3 separate regions of the Mus musculus genome follow, and all the other regions are linked to region 1. Evidence: chromatin contacts called from public ChIA-PET and Hi-C data. All regions are on one chromosome and are shown on one strand. Each heading gives the region's core, a stretch centred on a gene start, on an enhancer-like site or on the middle of the called end of the contact. The rest is flanking DNA. Distances are from core to core; before and after follow the strand shown.

The links. Hi-C and Micro-C count contacts between places; a contact is called where the count stands out from the background. ChIA-PET counts read pairs in DNA pulled down with a chosen protein or histone mark.
Region 2: a Hi-C map of CD8 T cells shows a contact between it and region 1, with 1.7 times the contacts expected there. The contact joins the promoter of Ect2l here to the enhancer-like site in region 1. A contact is called at or near these places in 2 of 15 datasets of contacts at CTCF or cohesin (CD8 T cells and pro-B cells), 37 of 484 Hi-C or Micro-C datasets (B cells, the C2C12 cell line, CD4 T cells and 24 more), 15 of 115 datasets of contacts at active chromatin or transcription factors (the 230-238 cell line, CD8 T cells, T-cell acute lymphoblastic leukemia and 8 more) and 4 of 9 other capture datasets (adipose tissue, embryonic stem cells, liver and 1 more).
Region 3: an RNA polymerase II ChIA-PET map of memory CD8 T cells shows a contact between it and region 1, with 53 read pairs. The contact joins the promoter of Ccdc28a here to the enhancer-like site in region 1. A contact is called at or near these places in 1 of 39 promoter capture datasets (macrophages), 3 of 115 datasets of contacts at active chromatin or transcription factors (the 230-238 cell line, effector CD8 T cells and memory CD8 T cells) and 3 of 9 other capture datasets (adipose tissue, liver and pancreatic islet).

The regions. Positions count from the first base shown.
Region 1 is chr10:18,141,120-18,143,819 of GRCm38.p6, reverse strand. It overlaps Ect2l (epithelial cell transforming sequence 2 oncogene-like), which reads left to right. Exons shown (of 22, transcript NM_001370991.1): 15 at 713-927; 16 at 1,845-1,992. Among named protein-coding and RNA genes, the nearest start is that of Ect2l, 68 kb to the left of the region's middle. Within about 2 kb of position 1,394, at least 29 of the 459 cell types and tissues checked have an H3K27ac peak or open chromatin away from gene starts, as enhancers often do. A contact at or near this core is called in CD8 T cells, CD8 central memory T cells, Th1 cells and 8 more, where this site is marked.
Region 2 is chr10:18,209,455-18,212,154 of GRCm38.p6, reverse strand. Ect2l (epithelial cell transforming sequence 2 oncogene-like) reads left to right here and starts at 1,328. Exons shown (of 22, transcript NM_001370991.1): 1 at 1,328-1,396.
Region 3 is chr10:18,233,630-18,236,342 of GRCm38.p6, reverse strand. Ccdc28a (coiled-coil domain containing 28A) reads left to right here and starts at 1,362. Exons shown (of 6, transcript NM_144820.4): 1 at 1,362-1,491.

The DNA.
Region 1 (2,700 bases), core at 145-2,644:
CTGGTGGCTGGTGGGGAGTCTTACTTGAGGTACCATAGATGTTGGCCAGGAGATGGGGGGAGGGGATACTGTTGGAGGAAAGCTGAGTGGGGTCTGAGGAAGTGTTGCATGTCTGTGGGCAGGATCTGACCTGGGGTTCTGGATACTGCAGTGGCTTCTGGTAGAGCAGGGGGCTTCTATTTGAGTTGTGGGCCAGGATAGGTCTGCAGTTTTTAATTGGCACACCCACTCACAGTCCAGCTCTGAAAGCTGACTGTAGTCAATCGATGCAATGTGCTCTGCTCTGAGCTGAAGCTTTCAGAGCGGGATGCTGAAAGGTACAACATGCAAGCACAATTTTGGCTTCATAGTTGTTTTCCTTCCTTTTCCTAAGACTCCAAAGTTGATGTTAGTATCCACAGTTTTACACATGAACACCTGAATGAGAAAAACTAAGTGGCTTACCTAAGGAGAGAGAGAAGAAAGTGTGAGCTCTGCAGCCTTGAGCTCACACATAGAGATCTTTATAGCCCCATCATACCTAGGCTGGGTCCAGGGCTCATTTTGGCCTTAGGACATGGCTTCTTATGCTCCAAACAAATGATCACTAGGAACCAGCCATCTTCCCTTAGGACAATCCCTTTTTTGGGTCTCTTCCACCTCCTTAAACACGTTGTCCTTTGCTGAGGGCCCCAGTCATTAAATTTCTCATGAATCCTTGATGTTTCTGCAGGAGAGGAAGCTCCAGATGAACTCAGTAGAGACACGAGCCCAAGTTGTGAGGGAGCTTGTGCAGAGCGAGAGACGGTACGTGCAGATGCTGCGAATTGTGCAGGACGTGTACGCCAAGCCCCTGAGGGCAGCGCTCTCCTCAAACAGAGCCATTCTGAGTGCTGCCAATATCCACATCATTTTTTCTGACATTCTGCACATCTTAAACCTCAACAGGTAAGCCCTAAAGATGGCGTCTTTAACAAAACAGTACTCCCCTAGATGAGGGAAGAGCAAACTTTGTTTCCAAAGCTCCACTATGGTCCAGCAGCTCTCTATCTTCTTGGGGATCCCTTCACCTGAAAGAGCAGAGAGGCTCCTTTGCATGTCCTCTGACAGCTACAGCCAGCAGATGGCTTCCAGTGCCACTCCAGCCCCAGGTTACAGTATGTGAAAGAAAAATAATCGATGCCTCAGCATTCAGTAAGCAATAAACCGCTCCCATGAAAGTCCGTGGGCAAGAGTCAATAATGTCTAATTGAATGGGCCAGGAGCAAAAGGATTCGATGGCTACTCTGCTTTTCCATCGTGGGTTTTCTACATCTGTTGAGAGATTAAGAAAAACAACAGTGTCTACCTATCGTGAGTGAGATGAGCCCAGAGCTAGTCACAGTCAATTTCCGCAGATCTGGAGAGATAGTTTGCCACTTCCTGGGCCCCCGCTGTGACTCAGTGAGAAGGCTGATGGAACATCTCTCAGTTTTTATGACCTAGAGTAGCTAAGAAGGTCACCTTGGATCTGTTGAGTGTGTGGGCTGTATGTAAGCTATGGTTCTTGGCCTTGAAGCTTTAAAAAGTGCCATTCTCCTCAGAAGACTGTGAGAATGTCCATGGCCCTGGCTCTCCGAGGGTCGGAAGCTGGATTAGGACCCAAGGAGTTAAGGTAAAAGATGGGATCCTGGACAGCCAACCTCTTCCCTCATTCTGCCCAGATCCCATCCTATCAAATGCACACTGTTCTGTGGTCAATGGGTCAAAAGAAAGCCCTACCACAAAAGACTAAGCAGAAAAGCCTACACTAATGAATTCATGGCTTAAGTTTGGGAGACTTTCAACAGGCCCCTATTTCAAGATACAAACTTCTCATATTGTAGAGAGTTTCTAGATAACCTACGAGACAGACTACAGGAATGGAGCCCAGCTCACTGTGTGGGAGAAATATTCATAAAGTTTGGAAGCCAGCTGAACATATATACCAATTTCTTCAACAATTATCCAGTTGTTCTGAAAACCATCGAAAAGGTAAGTGGTTGCACTATTTCCACCTAATCCTGTATAACCCAAAGGCCTGAGATAAGTGGGAAGGACTGCTTTTCAGCTCTCCCCCATCCTCCCCCCACTCCCACCCCCCTGGACTTTGAGTTTCTTGAGAACAGGGACCTTGAAGTAGGGGCTAATACAGTGGTGGACACACAGCAGTGCTCAGGAACCAGTAGTTGTGCTCCAGCTACCCACTGCCAAGTTTTCATGGACCCTAGCCAGGTGGGTCACAGTGTCATGTCATGTCACAGTGACAGGGCATTGAAAACATAAGCTGAAGCATGATTGTGAGCTCAGAATCCTCTCTGCCACTACAATACCAGGGCACACAAGCTCGGCTCGATGGACAACTTGATTAAGACACTTGACCTTGAGGACAAGAATTAGAGAAAACAGTATTACCAGAAACAAACTGGTGGCAAACGTATTATAGCTACGGTAAATACCGCTACCTACTTCATTAGCAAAGTGAGAGCAGTCAGCTCTTCAGTACATTTAGCTGTGGCAGCTATTATTATTATCAACACCAAGAATCTTCTTAAGCCCTTAATTGTTTACAGGTATAAATGGCCTTGCTCTGAAATGTTCTTGGAGCGTGAGATCAGTAAATCTTTGACTCAGACATTAGCAACATTGACATGTTTTAGACATGTACATACCGAGTAGTAGCACATGATTTCGAGTAGGTAC
Region 2 (2,700 bases), core at 79-2,578, 68 kb before region 1:
TGGGCCTGGGTTATCTCAGCATCCTATTCTTCAGTTCCATCCATTTGCCAGGAAATATCAGGATTTCTTTTTCCTAACGTCTACATAAACTGGCATCATGTGTGTTTAGGCTATTCATTTGTTAGCTGATGTCAGTAGAGAAGGAATCCCTGTGTTAGACTGTAGAATCCTTTGGGTGTATGCTCAGAAGTGGTACAACTGGGTCATACGATAGTTCTTTTTTTTTTTTTAAAGATTTATTTATTTATTTTATATGAGTACACTGTAGCTGTCTTCAGACACTCCAGAAGAGCACATCAGATCCCATTACGCTGGGAATTGAACTCAGGACCTCTGGAAGAGCAGTCAGTGCCCTTAACCTCTGAGCCATCAGTAGTTCTAATTTCAGCCTTTGGAGACCCTTCCATATGGATTTCCATAGTGGCTGCAGCAGTTTATATTCCCACTAACAGTGGGTAGCCATTGCCCTTCCTCCATAGGCTGCTCAGCATGTAGAGGCCTGGAGATAGCCATTCTGATTAAGGTAAGACAGAATCTCAATTTTAATTTTCCTTCATGCCTAGCCACTCTTAGAACATAGATGTTGCAAAATCATTGTATTTTATTGAGTTATAGATGACCTCATAAAATCTACTGTTAGAGCAAGCTATTTTAACTTCGTTGTGTCTCCGTTCAGACTTCATCCCTGGATCTTGTTTAGCCTCACCATTCATAGGATTTTTAACTTTCCCATGCTTGAAGTATTGTGAAATCTTTCTGTTAAATTCAAAAGAAGTGGGAAGAGGGTGGCTTTACGATAAGTCTGCTCAGGCATCTTGACCAAAGCAATTAGAATCATGTTGATGTTCTGTCTTTCTGACTCCTGTATTAACTAATACTGTTTAAAAAAAAAAACTTTAAAATTTTTTGAGGATTTGCTAAAGATGAACATGAGAAAGGGTAAGAAACGTTACCTTTGCCATCTCAGTGCTTTAAAATTGCTGGCTAGTGTAAAGCTAAGCAGAATTTGGCAGACAGCAGCTGTGCATTTGTCACCTCTTCCCAGCAACTTGAAGGCCCTCGAGATCCAGCTGCAACTGCCTGGGACCGGCGGCCAGCAAAAGAAATCCACCTAGAACTTGAGAGAACAGAGGGAAGGTGACAACCTTCAGGAGCCTCCTGAAGCAAAGACCGAGGTTGGCCACTGGAGTGCAGCACCGAGCAAGGGACACCGGACCTGTGGGGCGTGGTGGCAGCGTGTGTTGTCTTGTGTGTTGTCTTCCCTATGGAGATGGGGGCACACGTGCCCCACCTGCCTCCCTAGGCTGTGATCTGGAAAACTGCCTTCATTTCCTGCACAGTGCCAAGAGGAGACTGCTGCCTGGCCAACGTGCTCAGCCCTTGGCCTCTCCTCGAGGTAAAGCTCTTCCCTTCTTGGAGATGTCTTTTCCTTGGGGCTTCTGGAAAAACCTTGAGCAGCGCTCCATGGTCTTGGAGACCTCTGTCAGGGTCACGTTTGAGTTGGGTGGTGGCAACTTTCCTCCTCCAGAGCACTCTAGAGTGCTCCAGCACTTTGGAAAACACTAATATTTCACAGGATCCCAGATTGGCTCATACCAACTCCCCCACCCACCCCCTGTCTCTTCTCACTCTTTTTGCTACTCTGGAGTCCAAAAGATGTGGGACGAGGCTGTATGGCTAATAAAGACGAGACTAAGGCTCTATAGTAACTGGTCTGTTGTTCTCAGGTTTCATATGCTAGATTTTATGACTATGGTGAATAATTCCGACACATTGCTAAATGTTTATCTCTTGAGAAGTACTGGCGTTGTGCTTATTAATAAACATTGCTCCAAGTATCAGAACAGTTTCCTGGCACGGTCTGTGTTCAAGTTCACTCAGTTCAAGCAGTGGTATGCACATCCTGCCTGTGGCGTTCTGGCTTCAGGAACTTTGTTGTTTGTGTTGTTGAGGGGCCTCAGAAATGGTGTTCTAAAAACACTAATTTTAGGGGGAGAAAAATAGGAGTGAAGGAAATTTTTAAAAATGTTAGTGCAGTTACCTCTTGTTTTGATTTAGTAGCTTTAAGTCAGTGAGCATAATTACCATTTAAAATACCAGTACAAGTCTCATTTTTCCTTAATTTGTCTGTCTGTCTCTTTCTCTCTGTCTCTGTCTCTGTCTGTGTGTGTGTGTGTGTGTGTGTGTGTGTGTGTGTGTGTGTGTATCTAAATAGCTCAGCCTAGTCTCCAATTCACTGTGCTGGTTTTAACTCCAGATCCACTTGCCCTCACCTCCCAGAACTGGAGTTACATGTATATGACACTACGCCAGCTTATCAGCTTTATATGGGTGAAATCAGGGTTTCATGCTTGCTGGCCAAGCACTTTCACTTTACCTACTGAACTACATCCTCAGCCCCAGGAATTATCATTCATGTGTGTGTGTGTGTATAGTATGTATATGTAGTCAATGGTGCTTCAGTGCACACATTCCCTCAAGACATCTCATCACTTCATTGCCTATTATGTCCTGCATATTTAATATAAATATACACACTGGCTTGTACTCACATTAAATTATGCTCCCGATGTGGGGAAATGAACTTGACTGGCATTGTGTTTCCTTTCCGATTTTTCACATTTTTGTGTCTTGCAGTTCTTCCCTGTAGTCGGTAGACGGCCCCTTTAGAAGATGTTTTTGAAGGAATTACACTTCAGA
Region 3 (2,713 bases), core at 113-2,612, 93 kb before region 1:
GTTCTTTACCCTAAAAATACCAAATTATGAAACCTAACACGTGTTCACTTTGGAAACTGGAACCATGAATGCTGTATCTGTGGGGGTTTTTTGTTTTTGTTATTTTGTTTTGTTTTTTGGTTTGTTTTTTTTAAGAATTCCAAGTTTTTGGTTTTGTTTTTCCTAATGGAAGAACATCTCATAGTATGAGTTTAAGTACTTAGTAACTCCATTTTTGCTCTGTCTCAATATAATCTCTAGACACAATTTCCTCCCTAGGTAATGGGGAGATTGAAGGACAGGGTCACCTCAATCTAAGAAAGTCGGAATCTAAAAAGTCCCATCTTCCCTCTGAGAAGGCATCCACATCAAGGAGGGAAAGGTAAGTTTTCTTTAGTTTAGGGTTGAGCCTTCTCTCTTAGCCCTCAATTCCTAATCCCGGGGATGAAGTGGGGAGTCAGGCAGCAAGTCTGATTAGCCTTTCTGAATCTCAGAATCATTTCATTTGTTTTCTTTCTTTCTTTTTTTTTTTTTTTCTTTTCGGTTTTTTCGAGACAGGGTTTCTCTTTATAGCCCTGGCTGTCCTGGAACTCACTTTGTAGACCAGGCTGGCCTCGAACTCAGAAACCCGCCTGCCTCTGCCTCCCAAGTGCTGGGATTAAAGGCGTGCGCCACCACGCCCGACCTCAGAATCACTTCTAAAACGGGGATTTTGACATTACCTTAAAGGACTGTAGTGAGGTAAAGTGGGACGAGTGACACATACCCGTATGAGAAGCGCAGGCAGGAAGATCTCAACAACATAACCGGTTCCTGAGCAGTGTCGGCTATACGAGACTTGGTCAAAAAAAGGCAAAGAAAACGAAGAAAGACTGATAGACAGACAGACAGGTACACAGAAAACCTAAACGCACTCACCCCACCCCCACCACACCCAACTGCAATGCTTGGATACTGGCTATTTACAGAATCACACTTGGCGGCACAGCATCAGGGATGCTGAACCCAATACCGCTTCTCAAGCCAAACTAAAAGCAGCCAATCCGAGGTGTGGATCCGCCGCAAGGGGACAATAGGCTCCGCCTTCGATTTGTTCGAAAGGCATGCTGGGAATTGCAGTGCATGGGGCGGTCCTTCACCGAGGTGGCTGGCCGCTTCCGGTGAGGACAATATACAGCCAGTTTCCATGAGGCCATGAGACAGGCAGAAGTGGAGTGGCCAACAACAACTCCTCTTTCCCGCAGCCGCTGGAGCCATACCTGAAGGCGGCTATGGGAAGACGGAGCCCAAAGCAGAGACGCGAGCATCGCTAAGGGACCTGGGAGAGGCGGGGCTTTTCGCCTCTCGGAGGGCCCCGCCCAGATTACGTCACTTCCGTAAACAAAGGGCGCTTGCCTGGGTTTGTGACCCAGGCAGACGAGCTGGGCTCTTGATGCAGCCCTGGCGGAGGCTTTGAACGCTCTCTTACTTTTCCTAGCCGAGGAAGGGTAACCACAGCCTTTTCTCCCTCCGGTATGTAATGGGGTAAGGGGACCCCGCAACCTGTTCATTCGAGCCCCTCAGCACCTGCTCTGGTCACCGCTGAGTGTAGATGGGTCATCGCAGGGCTGGGTTGCGGAAGGGAAATGAATGAGGCAAAGTCCAGAGGCACCTCTGGTGATTCTGGTTGGCAGCGAGGCCTGACATTCAACCGTGAGCAGTTCGTCCCCTCTGGAAAGGTCCCTCGTGTTTGTCATACAAGAAGGATTTCAGGGTCTTGTGACAGATGTTATCTTTCAGAAAAGAGGACATCGCAAGCTTGGTCCCTCGGGGACCATTGGTTTATTGGCGATGCTTTATGTATTAACTGGTTTTTGCTTTTTCCTCCTCTTTTGTTACCAAATGTGTATTAGCATCCATAGATTTGAAGGTTAGCGTGTTTATATGTATCACCAATTATACAGATCCTCATCTCTTGGAAACCTGCTCCGTCATCTTCAAAGTTTTATTTAATCTGTATTACAGCTAAACAATTCCCGAATGACTCAAGTGGATTCGCTCTTGGTATCTGAGACAAGAGACTGAATGCTGTACCCTTTTCCAAGAAAAACCCACATCAGCTAGCAAAACAAAAATAAATTACCTGTATAATTCCCGACTAATTCTTTTAGGAGTGACAGAAGTCAGTTTCAGTCTTTTAAAATAGTCATGGCAGGACTAAATTCAACACTTTTAGATTTTAAATTTTATTAGATGACTGTGTACAGGTGCACACTGTGCCCCTGGAGGCCAGAAGAGGGCACTGGATACCTTGGGACAGAAGTTACTGTCATAAGCAGCATTGTTGGGCCTGGAAATCAAAAGAGACCTCCGAAAAGAGTAGTCAGTGCTCTTAACTGCAGAGCCATCTCTTAAGCCCCACAGTATTTTTTAAACGACCAGAGATCCTGAGTTCAATTCCCAGAAACCACATGATGGCTCACAATCATCTGTAATGGGATCTGATGCCCTCTTCTGGTGTGTTTAAAGAGAGTAACACTATACTCACATACATAAAGTAAATCTTTTTAAATTCATAGTGCAGTTAACGATTTGAAGGGGGGAACAGGTATGCATTTTCTGACACTTTTTTGTGATAAATTAATAATAGAATTAAGAAAATTCAAATCGAAAGAGCTAGACTTGTGGCACATGCCCATCCTTCCAGGACTCACTCAAGAGCCGAGGGAGAAGGATCATCACAGGTTGGAAACCA